Linked DNA regions of Mus musculus: region 2 is linked to region 1. Evidence: chromatin contacts called from public Hi-C data. All regions are on one chromosome and are shown on one strand. Each heading gives the region's core, a stretch centred on a gene start, on an enhancer-like site or on the middle of the called end of the contact. The rest is flanking DNA. Distances are from core to core; before and after follow the strand shown. Region 1 overlaps Gm34114 (a long non-coding RNA gene). Region 2 has its middle 9.5 kb from the start of Dcn.

Region 1 (7,027 bases), core at 108-2,607:
TTAACATGCTTCCCAGTAATGTCACTAATGTATCACAAGATCCTGGGTAGATCATCAAGATACTGGGATCCGCAATGGTCAAAGGGCTGATAAAGGTTGCACTACTATAGAATCATCATGACATGTTACCTCCTACTAGAAGATACTGGCTTCTAATTGATGCAACAGCTGCTGTAGTACATTCTGCTTACTATGAAATTGTCCAAAAATAGATAATTTACAAATACTCAGAATTTATTTCTTATAGTGTTAAGAACAGAAACTTGAAAATCCAGAAGCCAGAAAGTATAGTGTCTTGAGGAGTCTTTGTTTTCTGTTTTACAGATGGTGCCTGTCATTTGTGTCCTTGCATGGATGGAAGAAAGGGTTCTCTGAGGGGACTTCTTTTAACAGCATTCATTCTATTCTTGGGTGTTTTGTCATGTGACCCAATCAACCCTACTCCCTAAAAGCATCACGTTAAGAGCTGAAATTGCAACACTTGGATTTGGGAAAGAAAAAAAAAAAAACAAAACAAAACAGAAATATTTAGACCATTGCATGACATGCCAGGGAACAGGGAGGAGAAAGTATTGTCGAGAACAGATTGGAAGGAGGTTTGGGTAATTCATTGTTGAGAAAAAACTTAGGATATATAGAGCACAGGGGAGTTTGTTGAAAATAAAATATTTTAAAACACAAAGCAACTGGTATAGTATACAATCAGTTGTGTAGAGAACACATTTGAGCAAACTTCTCAATAACAAGTCACCACAAGGAGAGGCAGCTACAGCTGGGTCCGATTCCCAGGAGTCATCCTGGAACGGGAATTCTGAAAACTGAGAGGCAACATCTGCACGATGTTTGTCCCAAAAGTATCCTCAGGGGAGAGGGACCGCACATGGGAAGGCTTCTGGAGAGCAAAGAAAGACGTGGACCCTTTCAGCTGTTAGAGAAACACAAAACAGGGGTTGGGGGAGGGGGCATCATTATGAGAGTTAACATTACTTGTTTGGGGAAAGGAACCCTTGAAAAATAAGATCAGACAGAAGAAGAAATCCCACCAAAATACACAGGAATGGAATGATGAAATAGGAAGAATGCCCAAAGGAGTACACATGGAGAAGAACCCTTGTAGAAACCATCAGACATAGTGAGACACGTTTATACAAACATTGTGGAAAGACCCAGGTGATGGTTTCTTGGTTTGGTTTGAGCTAACATGACCAAAGAAATGCTGGTATGAATTGGGGAGGTCTAGGGCTTGAACCTACAGGGAAGTGCTGAAGGAGAAGAAACAAGTCCACAGGATAGGAAAATAGCACTCCTAGGGTGCCTTTCCAAATTAAAATCAGCCACTTTTATGAATCACTATTAAGACAAAATCCAGTGACATCATCTAAAATTTTGGCAAATCCTTACAATCTGGTTTGACAGACTTAGGGGAAGTGATTTCATCACAAAACCAGGAACTATTTTCAACAGCTGGAAAAAAACAACAACCTAAGTAAAAAGCACTGTAAAAATAAAGTGACAGAGACAACAATAAAAGCCATTGAGTAAGGCGTTGGAAAGCATGACACAGAAAGTAAAACAGAGAAAGGGAAGGCAGCAGAAGTGAAAATAGGAAGCCAGGTCATTTGGGGAAAATTGGGTAGTTTCTAGCCATCTACATCCCAAACATGCTGCAGAAAGCTCCCCACCCACCCTTCCCAGAAGCTAAAAATCCTTTCTCATAGATCTCTTCCCCCACTCACTCATTCCCATTCATTCATCAATAGTTTCAAAGGTTACTCTTCCTTTTTATTTGACACACAATAATTGTACAGAATGACAAGGTGCTTTCTGATCATTTGATGCATGCGTGCAATGTACACTGAGCAAATTGGGCTAATGAAGCCAACTATGGTTGAACACACCTGTAAACCTATTATTCAGGCTAAGTCAGGAGGATTACTGTGATGTTGAAGCCAACATGTTTTACACCAACATACCAAGTACATGCATAGACATACATGGGTAACTAGAATTTCTATCTCAAAATTTAAGCATTTGCCTGTGTTGAGACCCATAGGTTCTTCTCTTTGAGCTCTTTACAGAACAGATAATAAATGTCTTAACAGTTGCCATCTTAAAATGCTATATATAAAATACTAGAACTTACGTCTCTTATCTAACTGCGTATCTTATTTCCAACCTCCCATTGTCCTCATTCCCCACTTCCCTCCCTACCCCCTACAGATGAGCACTCTACGTTCTTCTGTGCTTTCAGCTTACACACTGCTCACTGTTCTGCTGATGCTGGCTTACGTCATTTACTATAACTTTCAGTTTTATTCATATCGCTCCAAATAGCAAGCTTCTATCTTTTTTTTGTGGTTGAATACTTTGGTTTAGTATAAAGTTTTCTTTATCCATTTATCCATATGCGGACAACTAAGTTGATTCTGTATTATGTTTAAATATTTATTCAATAAATTCATTTTATTTACCTTTTTTTTCCTGTCATAGTTCCACTCTATCCTTCTCAAGACTCCTCCTCCTAATTCCCTTTCCCACATCCTTATGCTTGTTTTGTTTTGTGACCCATTGAGTTTAACTAAGGCCATTTGTGTGACCATTAGAGTAGAAATGTCCACTGGAGCCTGGTAGGCTCATCAATGGGTATACACTAGCATGAGTTGGTATCTTCTGGTTTGTACTTCCAGAACCTTGAAAAATCAGTGATGAGAGTTTTGCATAGCTGATGATTCTTTGTGTATATGCTTTTAAGTTAAATGCATGTAGGTCTTTTGTACATTTTTAATTTGATTATTCTGTTGGCCAATCTGTTTAAATCCCTATAAAGTCAAGATATTAATCTCTTATTGGACAGTTTGCAAAGAATGTCTCATATTCTGTTTATTTTTTCCTTAGCTATGTAGAAAGCCTTAGTTTGATATAATCCTCTTTAAATACTTTGGTTTTTGTTTACTGTGTTTTAAAACTATTATTCAAATAGTATTACCTATACCAATTATTCTTACTTATTATCACTCCACTGTCGGAACTTAATTAAAAGGATATTTGAATAAATTAAAATAAATTTGCTATGTTTATTCTATTGAAATAAAAATGTGAAATTATAGTTAAAACAAATCTTGTGCAGGAATCATTGAAATAGGAAAGAGAGACCTCAGCATCAAACTGAGCTCAATTATGAATATAATAACAAGAAGTCAGAAATTATGATGAAGGACTAGGCTGAGACAGAAATTGTTGATGAATAAAAAGTTATTGCTAAGAAATGTCAAAGATTAGGAGAATTATGTCTAAAGAAGACGTCAAAGGTGAGAAAATTCTGGATAAGAAATCTTGGCATGATTCTTACTGAAGGCAGGTCTGAGCTATCCAATATACCTGAGAGATAATGGGAGATGGAGATTTGATCAGACAATGATGTTTGGCAACTTTGTTGGTTAACGTAGAAAGATACTTGGCTGGATATATCTACCTGTGAAAAAGCCCATTGCAACATCCAAGGATGACACCTAGCCAAGTCAAGGACATAAGGGGCTGGATGAGAACTGGTTAAGGGCAGCATCATTATCAGATGCTCCAAACTCCTCCCACTCCTGGAGTCTCCTGCCCTTCCAGTGTCTGCCCCAACATTCCTCTAAAATCTTTTCTTATAGCATCATTGCCAAAACAAATACCAGTCTTTCTCTTTTTCTTGTGTGCTTGGCCCAATTATATGAATTATTGAGCAACCTGATAAACAAATTTAAAAGTGATGCTTAATAGCATTTTCTATCTCATTTTTCCACATATGTTCGTAAAACCAAGCAATGTTTATTTCCAAGTCATAAAATCCAAGTGATGTTTACCAGGTCACACAGGGGACAGCATCATGGGCATGCCTTGGGAAGAAGATAAACCCTAAGCACGGTCATTTTTAAACTTTTAATTGGACTTGGTCTTTGTCCAATTCTTTTAATACTCAATGTTCTCAAACCTTTCAGAGTTCATCATTGAACAAAGTGGGAATGTGTCCCAAAAGCAAATGACCCCTAGAATCATCACCAGTAACGATGTAACAGAAATCTTGGGGAAAATGTAGAAATCAGACAAAAGTATAGTTGTGATCATCTCATAAAATGAGAAGCAAAATTACCAAGCATTGAGTGTAAGTTAAAAATAATTTCAGAGGATTATACAGATAGAAATATGTAGTAACAGTCATCTCAGGATTATCATACATGTTGTTATTTCACAAGAAATTTACAAGAAAGATACTTCCTGGGTATTTTCATTAGAATTAGTTTTTAAGCCATATAAGAAACTCATTATTGTGAAGTTTTGTTTGCCTACATGTTGATATATTTCTACCACAGTATTTGTGTTTTTAATTAAACTTACTAATCCATTCTCCTGAAACATTTAAGTGGCCATAGAGGAAAGGATCAAATTACAGAGAGCATTGGACTCAAACCCTTATAGCTTTTCATTTTAATTGTTTGACAACCAGCTGCTCACTTCATTCTGGTGATGTTTGGGGGTTATAAGGAGTTTTGCAGGGCAAAAAAAGAAAATAAAACTCAATTCATGATTTCTTTGGAATAAACATGACAATATATCCACTTTGTGATTTCTCTGGGCACGGGAAAGAAATGCTTCTGGAAATGATTAATGTAGAACCCATGTTATTGCATTCACCATTGTCCAAGTGGCAAACTGTGCAGTAAACAGCACTGCTGGCAATTTTAGCCACGTACTGTCCAAAGTGGAAATCACAGTGTTTATCCTCCAGCATGGACAAGATGGAACTCTTGTATTGGTTTTCCCTTTGCTCAGCATTAACAGAGAGCGCTTGTGTCCTTTCCTCTCAATGTAGAACAAATCCACTTGATGTGAAACAATTTCCCCTGTAATAGGAGTATTGATCACATGCACTTCTATAATGGTGTTTCATTGTAAATCTATTTAATTAAAAATCCCCTAATCAGAAACTGTAACAAGTTCAAGTTATTGATTTAAAAGTGTATTTATTGCATACACATCTCTAAAATGTTCATAGTAAATGTCTCCCAGCGTTGCATTTTTTGTAACTAGGAATTCTGTAGTAATTTGGGAGAAGTCCAAGACTAGCAATCAGCAAACTACACACAGAACTATTGTCTTGGCCTTCCAACTAAAACCAAAATTTACCTCATATTCCACAATGGCAAAGAAGCTTACATTTTTATTGAAAGAGAAAAAGCATGAACTGAGTATATAATTGGAGAAATAAAGAATTATACGCCCTAGCTTTCAGCACAGGGAGAGCCATGCCATATGGAATTTACAGACCTGGTATTGGGTCACTGTATTACTACTGGCCAGTGTGATAACCTTAAAGATGTTTTATCCCTTGACTCTCGTTGTGGTTTTAAATTTTTAAATTTTACTTAAAATATGATTACATCATCTATCCCTGCCACCTTCCTTTCTCCAACCCTTCCAGGGTCCCTTCCCTCCACCCCTTCCTATGGCCCCTTCACCAACTCTCCCAAACTCATGGGCTCATTTCATTTGGTAATGATCATTACTTATACACAAATACATAAATACAACCTGCTGAGTCAATTTATTGTATTATGTATGTATGTATGTATGTATGTATGTAGTCCTAGGACAGATGGCTTGGCATTGGATAACTAAGAGTTCCTCCCATGTACAAATTGCTAGATTAGAAACCAAAGCTGAAAGGGCCGGGCCAGTCAGGAAATTATCACAATGATGGAGGAGGCAAGAGATGAGTGCAGTGAGCATGAAGAGTCAAATAGACGGGATGGCAATGCATAGACTTGACAAGGTAATATGTAGACTAGAACATTTTCTCAACATGCAACTTATTTACCATGGAAAACAAACAAAACCTTTCATTAAAATAAATGAAGATGAATGGAAAACAAACAAAGCAGATTTCATGAAAATAAATGGAGATGAAAGAGAGAAAAGCAGAAAGAGATGAGGCATTCTTTGGGACACCGAGTTTGAGATAGTTATTAGACACCTAATGGAAGCTGTTGAAGGATTAAATGCATACACAGGTACAGGTACAATAATTAAGAGAAACAGTATGTTGGAATAAAATGCCAGTCATCTGCAAATATTTGGATTTATAAAACTTCTTGATTAATGAATTCACATAAAAAAATGAAATCTAAGCCAGGCGTGGTGGCGCACGCCTTTAATCCCAGCACTCAGGAGGCAGAGGCAGGCGGATTTCTGAGTTCGAGGCCAGTCTGGTCTACAAAGTGAGTTCCAGGACAGCCAGGGCTATACAGAGAAACCCTGTCTCGAAAAACCAAAAAAAAAAAAAAAAAAAAAAAAAGAATGAAATCTAGACGTTGAATGGATATAGAAGTAAGGAAAAGAAAATAACAGAAGAGAAAAGGGGTAAGTAGGGCCGAAGAGCTAATACTGCTCCCAAGTCCTCTCATTTTTCATCATCTCTGGTAACCACTACTCTTACCTACTTAGAGGAATAAAATCATGTGTTGATAGTCTTTCTACACCTCATTTATTCCACCTGATATAATGTCCTCCTTGCTCATATGTATTTTCAAAATTAATAGTATTTCCCTCTATTAAGGCTTGGTAGTGTTCCATCTAAAATGTAGGATCATAGACATGACTTTGCTCTACTGGTTTTAATCTGAGGGATATACTCGCAGAAATAAAATTGCTGGAACATATGGCAATTTTTTGTCTGTTGAGTGACTAATAGATGTATTACTTTGCATTTCAGTTTATTTTCCTGCCAGTGGTGTATGTGAAGTCTTTTTTCTTTGTTCTGCACTATACCCTTTATGTTACATCTTTCATCTGCAGTAGAAAGTCAGTCTTAGTACTAGTATAAGATGATACCTCATGGTTTAATTTGCATTTCCCAATGACTGAAGATACTAACCATCTTTGAATTTATCTGTTAGTATTTTTATGTCTACTAAGGTTTGTCTTTGGCCAGGGAAGCTTCAGTGTTAGACAGCCATGGCACTCTCAGAGGAAATCTGTAAAGAAGGAA
Region 2 (7,574 bases), core at 2,625-5,124, 80 kb before region 1:
AAGATGTCCATTATTCTCCAGGTGTTTTTTTTCTCTCCTACTGATTGTGCCATGCAGCTGTTTGCAGAAGAGTGAGAGCTGTGCTTGTATTGTCTTGAGTGAGAATGTTAAATAGAGAAGAATAATAACAAAAAAGAATGAGTGTGTTGGCTTAAGTTCTTGATGCATGCAAAAATCCTAGGAAGTTTAACCAATCTATATGGGTTCAGTTCTTAGGACAGTGACGGCAATGTGTCCTTTCAATAGTGATGCCGCTTAGGCAGTAGTGAGGCAAGCATTTAGCTTGAGATACAGAATAGAAGGAAAGAGAAAGAAAGGACTAACAGAATCTTCATTCCCTCCACTAAATCCATCTCTGGGAAGGGACTTTATTTGAATGAAGATTTCTCTTATGAATTTGTGGAAATGCAGACATTTCCCAGGTGAAACTGTTTTTGTGACTACAAGTATTAGAATGAGTATAAACTTGAATGGAAAGAGGTAAAAGCTAGATATTAACTGGAAGATAATATCCTGGACCCCTACCATACCTATTCATAGATGAACTGACCTGTGCTCTGGAAATAAGGCCTAAATCCAAAGGCCTGCTCCTTTGATAGCACTCAAAGAAAACAATTAGTCTCGTGTATAGACTGATTTGAGGCTAAGCATGGAAAATATGCAATAGAAGATTCTATAAAACCTGGCCTGTGGATAGCGCTCAGAGACAGAGTAGTTGCCTAGCATATGTAAGATAACATGGGTTCAAAGCCCAACCTGATAACTAATTTTTCTTTTTATTTTAGTATATAATTATGGAAATCAACAAGTGTATCGTGTTTGGACATGCCTTTAACCAATATTTCTCTTCCTCGTCCTCTTCCTCCTCCTCCTCTTTTCCTTCCTCCTCCTCCTCCTCCTCCTCCTCTTTTCCTTCCTCCTCCTCCTCCTCCTCCTCCTCCTCCTCCTCTTCCTCCTCCTCTTCCTTCTTGGAATTATACTACACAGAGCATATACAGGCCAGGAAATTGTGGAAATGTCTGCATTTCTACAAATTTGTAAGAGAAATCTTCATTCAAATAAAGTCCCTTCCCAGAGATGTATTTAGTGGAGGGAATGAAGATTCTGTTAGTCCTTTCTTTCTCTTTCCTTCTATTCTGTATCTCAAGCTAAATGCTTGCCTCACTACTGCCTAAGCGGCATCACTATTGAAAGGACACATTGCCGTCACTGTCCTAAGAACTGAACCCATATAGATTGGTTAAACTTCCTAGGATTTTTGCATGCATCAGACTCTGGGGCCAGGTTTCTTGTGTTTGATTTTCTTCTGCCCATGACCATCTATGGAACTCTAAGCATCTTCTCCATGAATGAAATAAACACTTTCATGTATGTAGAGAAATGAGCCTATGTGTAAAAAGGGTCTAAATAAGCCTAAAAGAGTTGACAAGTCTTCAAAGTCATGTAAAGTAACATTTTTTTTTATTAGACCAAGGATTTAAGGAATTGCTCTCTGTTCCTTTCATACCCTCCCCTGAAAGCTAACATCCTGTTGACTTTGGAGCATTCAGATGCAGGTCATGTCTGCAGTGTGTGTTTAATTCAGGGCACCTATTTGGTCTGTAAATATTCTCCATTTACTTTACACTGTAGCCTAGGAAAAGCAAATGCCCTGCTGCCAGAGAAGCCTTCCAGAGTTTACAAAGGCAAATGAACGAAAATATTTTATTCTAAAGTCAGTACTGTAAAATAATTATTTTATTTGGAAGCTTTCTCTGAAGCCCCTTGAGAGAGCTATCCCTTGGAATCCATTTGTGCTATCAGTGGCAATAATGTACTCTCTGTCATTTGCTTTATCAAGAGGCTTGCTTTAGTAATTTGTGAGATGCAATTTTGATCCCAATGGATAGTAACATGACAATGGTAAACAATTCCTCATTTGAATTCAGTACCTGCTTTCTGCATCTTGAATAAATCGGTTTCAGTTACCTGAGCAAATATTACCTCTTGGAAATCATGTGCTTATTTTTCTGGAAGGCCGTATGAACTTATCATTTATAAAGGCACTAAATCACCAACATACAAGCTGATCTTATAATTAGGAGCCTGTGGGGACAACAAAAGAAACTTGGAGCACGATCACATTTGGGGTGGCTTTTCAGTGCTAAATCCCTTTGGTGCTTCCTTCATCAAAAGATTGGCTCCTCATGAAACATCTTTCTTCCTGGAGGCCAGTTGCAGTCACTTCTCTAGCATTACTAATGGTTTAAGATAATACAAAATCCCACTAGAAAGAGAGTGCTTAATTCTTCCCGCAGGACAAAATCCAAAGAAGTGTCTGCTCTCAAAACATTCTCCAAGTAGGTGACTTGTTAACTGGCTGGAAGATAAGAACGTTATTCGCCACATAGTGAACAGTGAATGCCTGCTAAGAGAGTTTAGGAAACGGCGTTGAGATTCTTTTTTGTTTTTAATTCCATTCTGTGTCATTTCACATCTTTAATGTTACCAGCTAGTGATTAAAATAAGATGGCACCAGAATTATGTCCATGAGCATTTATTGAAGTTATTGAAGATCTGGTGACTTTGAAGCTGTGCTTTTCTTTCTATTTTGTTTCTATTTTATGGTGGCAAAAGATACACAGCATAAATAACCTATTTTATGCTTGAAGAAGTTGTGCTAGCAGGATAACGACATTCCCAGCATCATGTATCATCGAGACCCGTTTTCAGGGATCTCTCCTCCTCCGTTGTAAACTGCACCAACACATTTCCTTCCTCTCTGAGACCTTTGAAATCTCCATTCTACTTCTGTTTGGGTAAATTCACCTATTTATGGGCAAATAAGATCCTAGTCAACTTTTGATCTTGGGATAAAACAGGCTTTCAATTTTCTAAGGGAGAAGCTATATTTTCTTCTCGAAATTAAACAGGAGGAGGATAGAATGAGAAAGGGCTGCTGTAAAAGGAGTTCACGTTCTACTGTTTCTGGAGCAGAGGGCTTCAAAAATATTCCTGGAGTCAGCAAGCAAACACTGAAGGACCGGAAGACCTCTGAGCTTACTGTCCATGTACCAAAGGTGGAATTTGGAAATGCTTATCAATCTTTATGGAAATAAATACTAAAACAAATGTAATTCTTCCAATGTACAGATTTTCTCTAGAAAACAGCCCCTCAATAAAGTCTTACAGGCATCAAATGTGTTTATAAAATGTGTTTATAAAATACATCATAGGCCAGCTGCTGTATACAGAGGACATTGCTGATTCTAGTTGCAAGTTGAGTCTCTCTCAGCTTTCCATACCGATAACAGAATTTCAGGGATCCATGGATCGCTTCAGAAATATACATGTCTTGTTTCGACAGATCTGTTAAAGATCAAAAGAATGTGCTTTTACCACTATTCAGAAGAGCTAAACATTACAAAGTAAAAGCTTTAATCTTAGCCTCGCTAAAAAATTTCTTCACAAATTAGCCATTTTATGAAAACATTACAGACTTATGTCTTCCTGAAAAAAATAACATCTGTTAAGGCTTCAATTTTTTTTAATACATTGAAATTGTAAACAGAACCCATAAGTGTTTGATTCTAAATGAAAAGTTAACTTAAGTAGTTTATAAACTTTCTTAGAATAAAAGTCAGAGTGCCAGACAAAGTTGCTTTGGGAGAAAACAAATTACTTCTAGTTTCACTGTAAACATTTACTTTTTATTTTTATATTGTGTGCCTGTTTTGTTCAGAACACCAGGTGCCTGCAGATTCCTGCAGAGGGCTTTCGGGCTTCTGTAAATGGATGCAGAGCAAGTTTTGATCAGCCCCAGGCAAATACTAGAACCTGAACTCCAGTCCTTGCCAAGGACAGAAAGTGCTCTTAACCACTGGCCAGTCTTCATAGCTTCATTAGTTTCATTTTCAAAATCATAAGTTAGATCACCACAAACTTGGTTATGGCTGGTCATCTGAGAATGCATTCCATGTAATTGTAGACTATTCTCCTTTTTGTTCCTTATGGTATCTTTCTTTTCTACCAGGCAGTGAACTGAGTACATTACATTTTTCTTGCCTATTAGACTGTGTGACCTAAGGTTTTGCAGACCCAAGGCACAGGCATTTGACTTTTCCATGTTGCATCCTTCAAGCCTCTAAATGACAGTATTCACAGGCAGCTGCCTGGTCCATTGGCATAGCATCAAGTTTAAGTTTGAGCCAAGCTGAATGTTGCTTCGTGGAGTGTTAATTTTGGACATCTCAGCTCTGGTTTTCCTGTTACATTCCAGAGTGCAGTCTTCTGCTCAGAACGACCCATAAATGACCCAGTCAGCTCTGTTGTAAAACTTCTCTGTTTGTTCTTCCTTTCCACCCTTCTATGTCCAACCTGTATCTTCTCTATCACCACTATCATTTTGACAAGAATTCAGTGAGGCTGAAAATAAGATTCAGCAGTTCTGAGAATCCTTGCTTAGTTCCCAGCCCCTAGCTCTGGCAGTTCTGATCCATCTGTAACCCCAGCTCAAAGGGAAGAGATGTCTTCAAGACCCCACACTTACCTGCCTATAAATGCACATACCTCCACATGGACACACAGCCGGGCAGTGGTGGTGCATGCCTTTAATCCCAGCATTTGAGAGGCAGAGGCAGGTGGATTTTAGAGTTTGAAGCCAGCCTGGTCTACAGAGTGAGTTCCAGGACAGCCAGAGCTATACAGAGAAACCCTGTCTAAAACAAACAAACAAACAAAACAAAACAAAACAAAAAAATCAGTCTATTTATTACCAGCTGTAGCATGTATCTCTTTCTCTTAGTATTTTTAAATAAAAAGTCTTTTAAAATGTCATTATATTTTAAATATTTATTTTCTGCCATGTATTAAAAAGTACATAATTATCATAATTACATCTAACCCACTATTTCTAAGACCAACTTCCAAGATGATACTTAACTCATAAAAATTTTAGGCATGTATACACAGGGAGGATTTTCATCTAAAATAACTTTAATTGTTCGCTTGGCTCACATCAAGCATCATTCTCTACACTTGGGTGGCCATGCAGAACTGCGTTTTCAAATGTCATAAGGAATTCGCAGCGATGTCAACTTGAAGGCTACAGGATCCTTGCATCCTTTGCCTATACTATCTCTGTGTCCCTAGATGATCGATCAGATGAGCCCTACAAAGTGAAGTTATTTCAAACACTGTTGAGTGTATCCCACATTAATGCCTCTTTGGAAGAGTTCCTCAGTCTATGCAGCTTTCCATTCCGAGAATCTCCAGTCTCATATGTTCCTTGATACTTTGGACACTTAAGTGGATGCAGATTCAGAGATGGAAGGTTCACAGTGAAGCAGGTTCTGGGATAATACTATCTCATAGGAGGTCAACTGAGGAAAACTCGGGAATAGTGGTTACTATGGAGCAAGGAAAATGGTATCAGAAGGTTCTGCCCTCCATTAATGTCACTGAGCCCCCAGATGAAGCCAGGAAGCTCTGAAGTTCAGAGTTATTTAGGTGTGACTTGAATGTAGAAGAAAAACTTACCCTTGGTGTCCTCTCCACCTGACAATTTTGTAAGTCACCCTGAGGAAAGGGTTACTGTCTTGCACAAGGGAACTCTCTTCATCCAAGGGACAAAGTTGTGTAATCTTGGAGCTAAGAGTTCTAGCACCCGGAGAACTGTCATGACATTGAAGACAGAATTTGATACTGGCTGGTGACATCCACCAGTAGAGTCCCCTATGATGTCATGTGGAAAACATGGAACCAAGCTTTCACCGATGACATAACATTCACAGAACTTTCTGTTGTGAAAGCGTCCTTGTCATTCTTGATCTCTTCAAATCCAAGCTGGGGAGAGGCAAGAGCCAGGTCTTTCAACAGGCTGTCTCTGATATCAGGCATAAAAGCTATACAGATATTCAATGATGGTCTGCATAATAATCAAATTAAAATAAGCAAGCATCTAAAAACTGAAAATTTGCCATGAGTATAAAAGCTTTTAGTCAAAGTAGACAGTAATTTCTAGATATGGTGGGATACGCGTGCAATACCTGCACTTGGGAGGTGGAGGCAGAAGGATGGTGAATCTGAGGTGATTGTGACAACATGAGCACAAAATACATGTCCCTGAACAGTACTTCATTATGAAGTCTTATTGTCTAGTCAATGGAGATTCATCCATGATACCACTTGAAAGACATAGACAGTTCTTCTGCAAATCTCCCCTTTAACCACAGCCACATGAATATATTCTGTCCATAATGATGAACCATTAAAAAAATTATTTAAAAAGTTTTGTAGCTGTTTCACAATACACTTTTAAAAATTAAGACTCTTTATCCTGATTAATTATACTTGTAATCACACATACAGTAATTAAAAGAATTTACAAAAATATACGCATCATGTCAGCTTTATAATGCAATTGCAAATAGATAAAATTTTAAAAATACTTAATTTCCTAATTTGAAGCTGAGCCCATTGGTTTTAGCTGTTTCTTTTTGTATATGTATTTATGCAGTAAAATTTTCACAGTCCCAGTTGTACTACATTGTATGGGGTTTGATAAGTTGGATTTTCATTTTCATTTAATTTATATACTTAAACCTTTTTGAGGTGGCTTCTATGATCTAAATGCTATTTAAAGGTATGCTGTCTAATTTCAAATATGTAGAATTAGCTCTCTTCCTGTTTTATTTCTATGTTAGCTCTGTTGAGACTGAGGACATCTTTGAATGGTGTCTGTGCTTTTAGATTAGTTAAGGCTTTCTGAACGTGCCTGAATGTGGTTAATCTTGCTCAGTGATCCATGTGAGCCGGAGAAGTTGTGTTGTTGTTGGCTGTAGACTCCCATGAATGTCAGTTAGATCAAACTGACTGATAGTAATTTGGAGACTAAGTAAAATTTAATGTTTTTCCATCTGTTCTGCCAGTGACTAAGAGAGGAACACGAAAACTATCAACTACATAATAGATTGTCTTTTACACTTTCAGTTTGACTTTCGTGTACTTCATGATTACTGGTGGTGTTTTCAGGCAGTACTATGCACATTTATGAAAAATTAAAACTGACTCCTTCACCAATATACAGCATATAATTTTTCCCATAGTGTTGCTGTTCTGAGCTATAATTTTAATGCTTGTGTGTGCTGTGTTTTGGGAGGGGCAGAGGCATATGTGTTATGTTTATAGAGGTGAGAAGAAAACTTACAAATTTATTTTCTCCTTCTACCATGGTTGTGTGAATAGACCTAGGTCATCAAGCTTGTATGAAGATATCTTCACTTAGCCATCTTGCTATCCCAAGTAATCTTAATATACATATTCACATATACATATATATACACATACACATATACATACACACATATATCATATACATCATATACATATGCATCATATACATATAAACACACATACATACACAAGGCTTCTTGTGGGAAGTATGAGTATACTATATTCTTCACCATGTTATATAAAAGCAATATGAGTTCTTATTGATTTTGTGTATGTGTGCATACGGACATGTGTACTCATGTGTGTAAGATACACATATTCAAGGATAAAGTTGTACATGCATGTTTGTATGCATGTGAAAA

What was found. A called contact is a pair of places that touch in the nucleus more often than the background predicts.
Region 2: a Hi-C map of uterus shows a contact between it and region 1, with 2.3 times the contacts expected there. The contact joins two enhancer-like sites. A contact is called at or near these places in 5 of 39 promoter capture datasets (the 3T3-L1 cell line, 3T3-L1-derived adipocytes and liver), 1 of 15 datasets of contacts at CTCF or cohesin (the NIH/3T3 cell line), 17 of 484 Hi-C or Micro-C datasets (the HL-1 cell line, the N1E-115 cell line, the STO cell line and 8 more), 1 of 115 datasets of contacts at active chromatin or transcription factors (heart atrium) and 1 of 9 other capture datasets (adipose tissue).

Annotation. Positions count from the first base shown.
Region 1 is chr10:97,384,206-97,391,232 of GRCm38.p6, reverse strand. It overlaps Gm34114 (a long non-coding RNA gene), which reads left to right. Exons shown (of 4, transcript XR_380718.2): 4 at 325-2,475. Among named protein-coding and RNA genes, the nearest start is that of Mir3966, 36 kb to the left of the region's middle. Within about 2 kb of position 1,357, at least 15 of the 459 cell types and tissues checked have an H3K27ac peak or open chromatin away from gene starts, as enhancers often do. A contact at or near this core is called in adipose tissue, beige adipocytes, heart atrium and 1 more, where this site is marked.
Region 2 is chr10:97,466,216-97,473,789 of GRCm38.p6, reverse strand. No RefSeq gene overlaps it. Among named protein-coding and RNA genes, the nearest start is that of Dcn, 9.5 kb to the left of the region's middle. Within about 2 kb of position 3,874, at least 25 of the 459 cell types and tissues checked have an H3K27ac peak or open chromatin away from gene starts, as enhancers often do. A contact at or near this core is called in adipose tissue, beige adipocytes, heart atrium and 1 more, where this site is marked.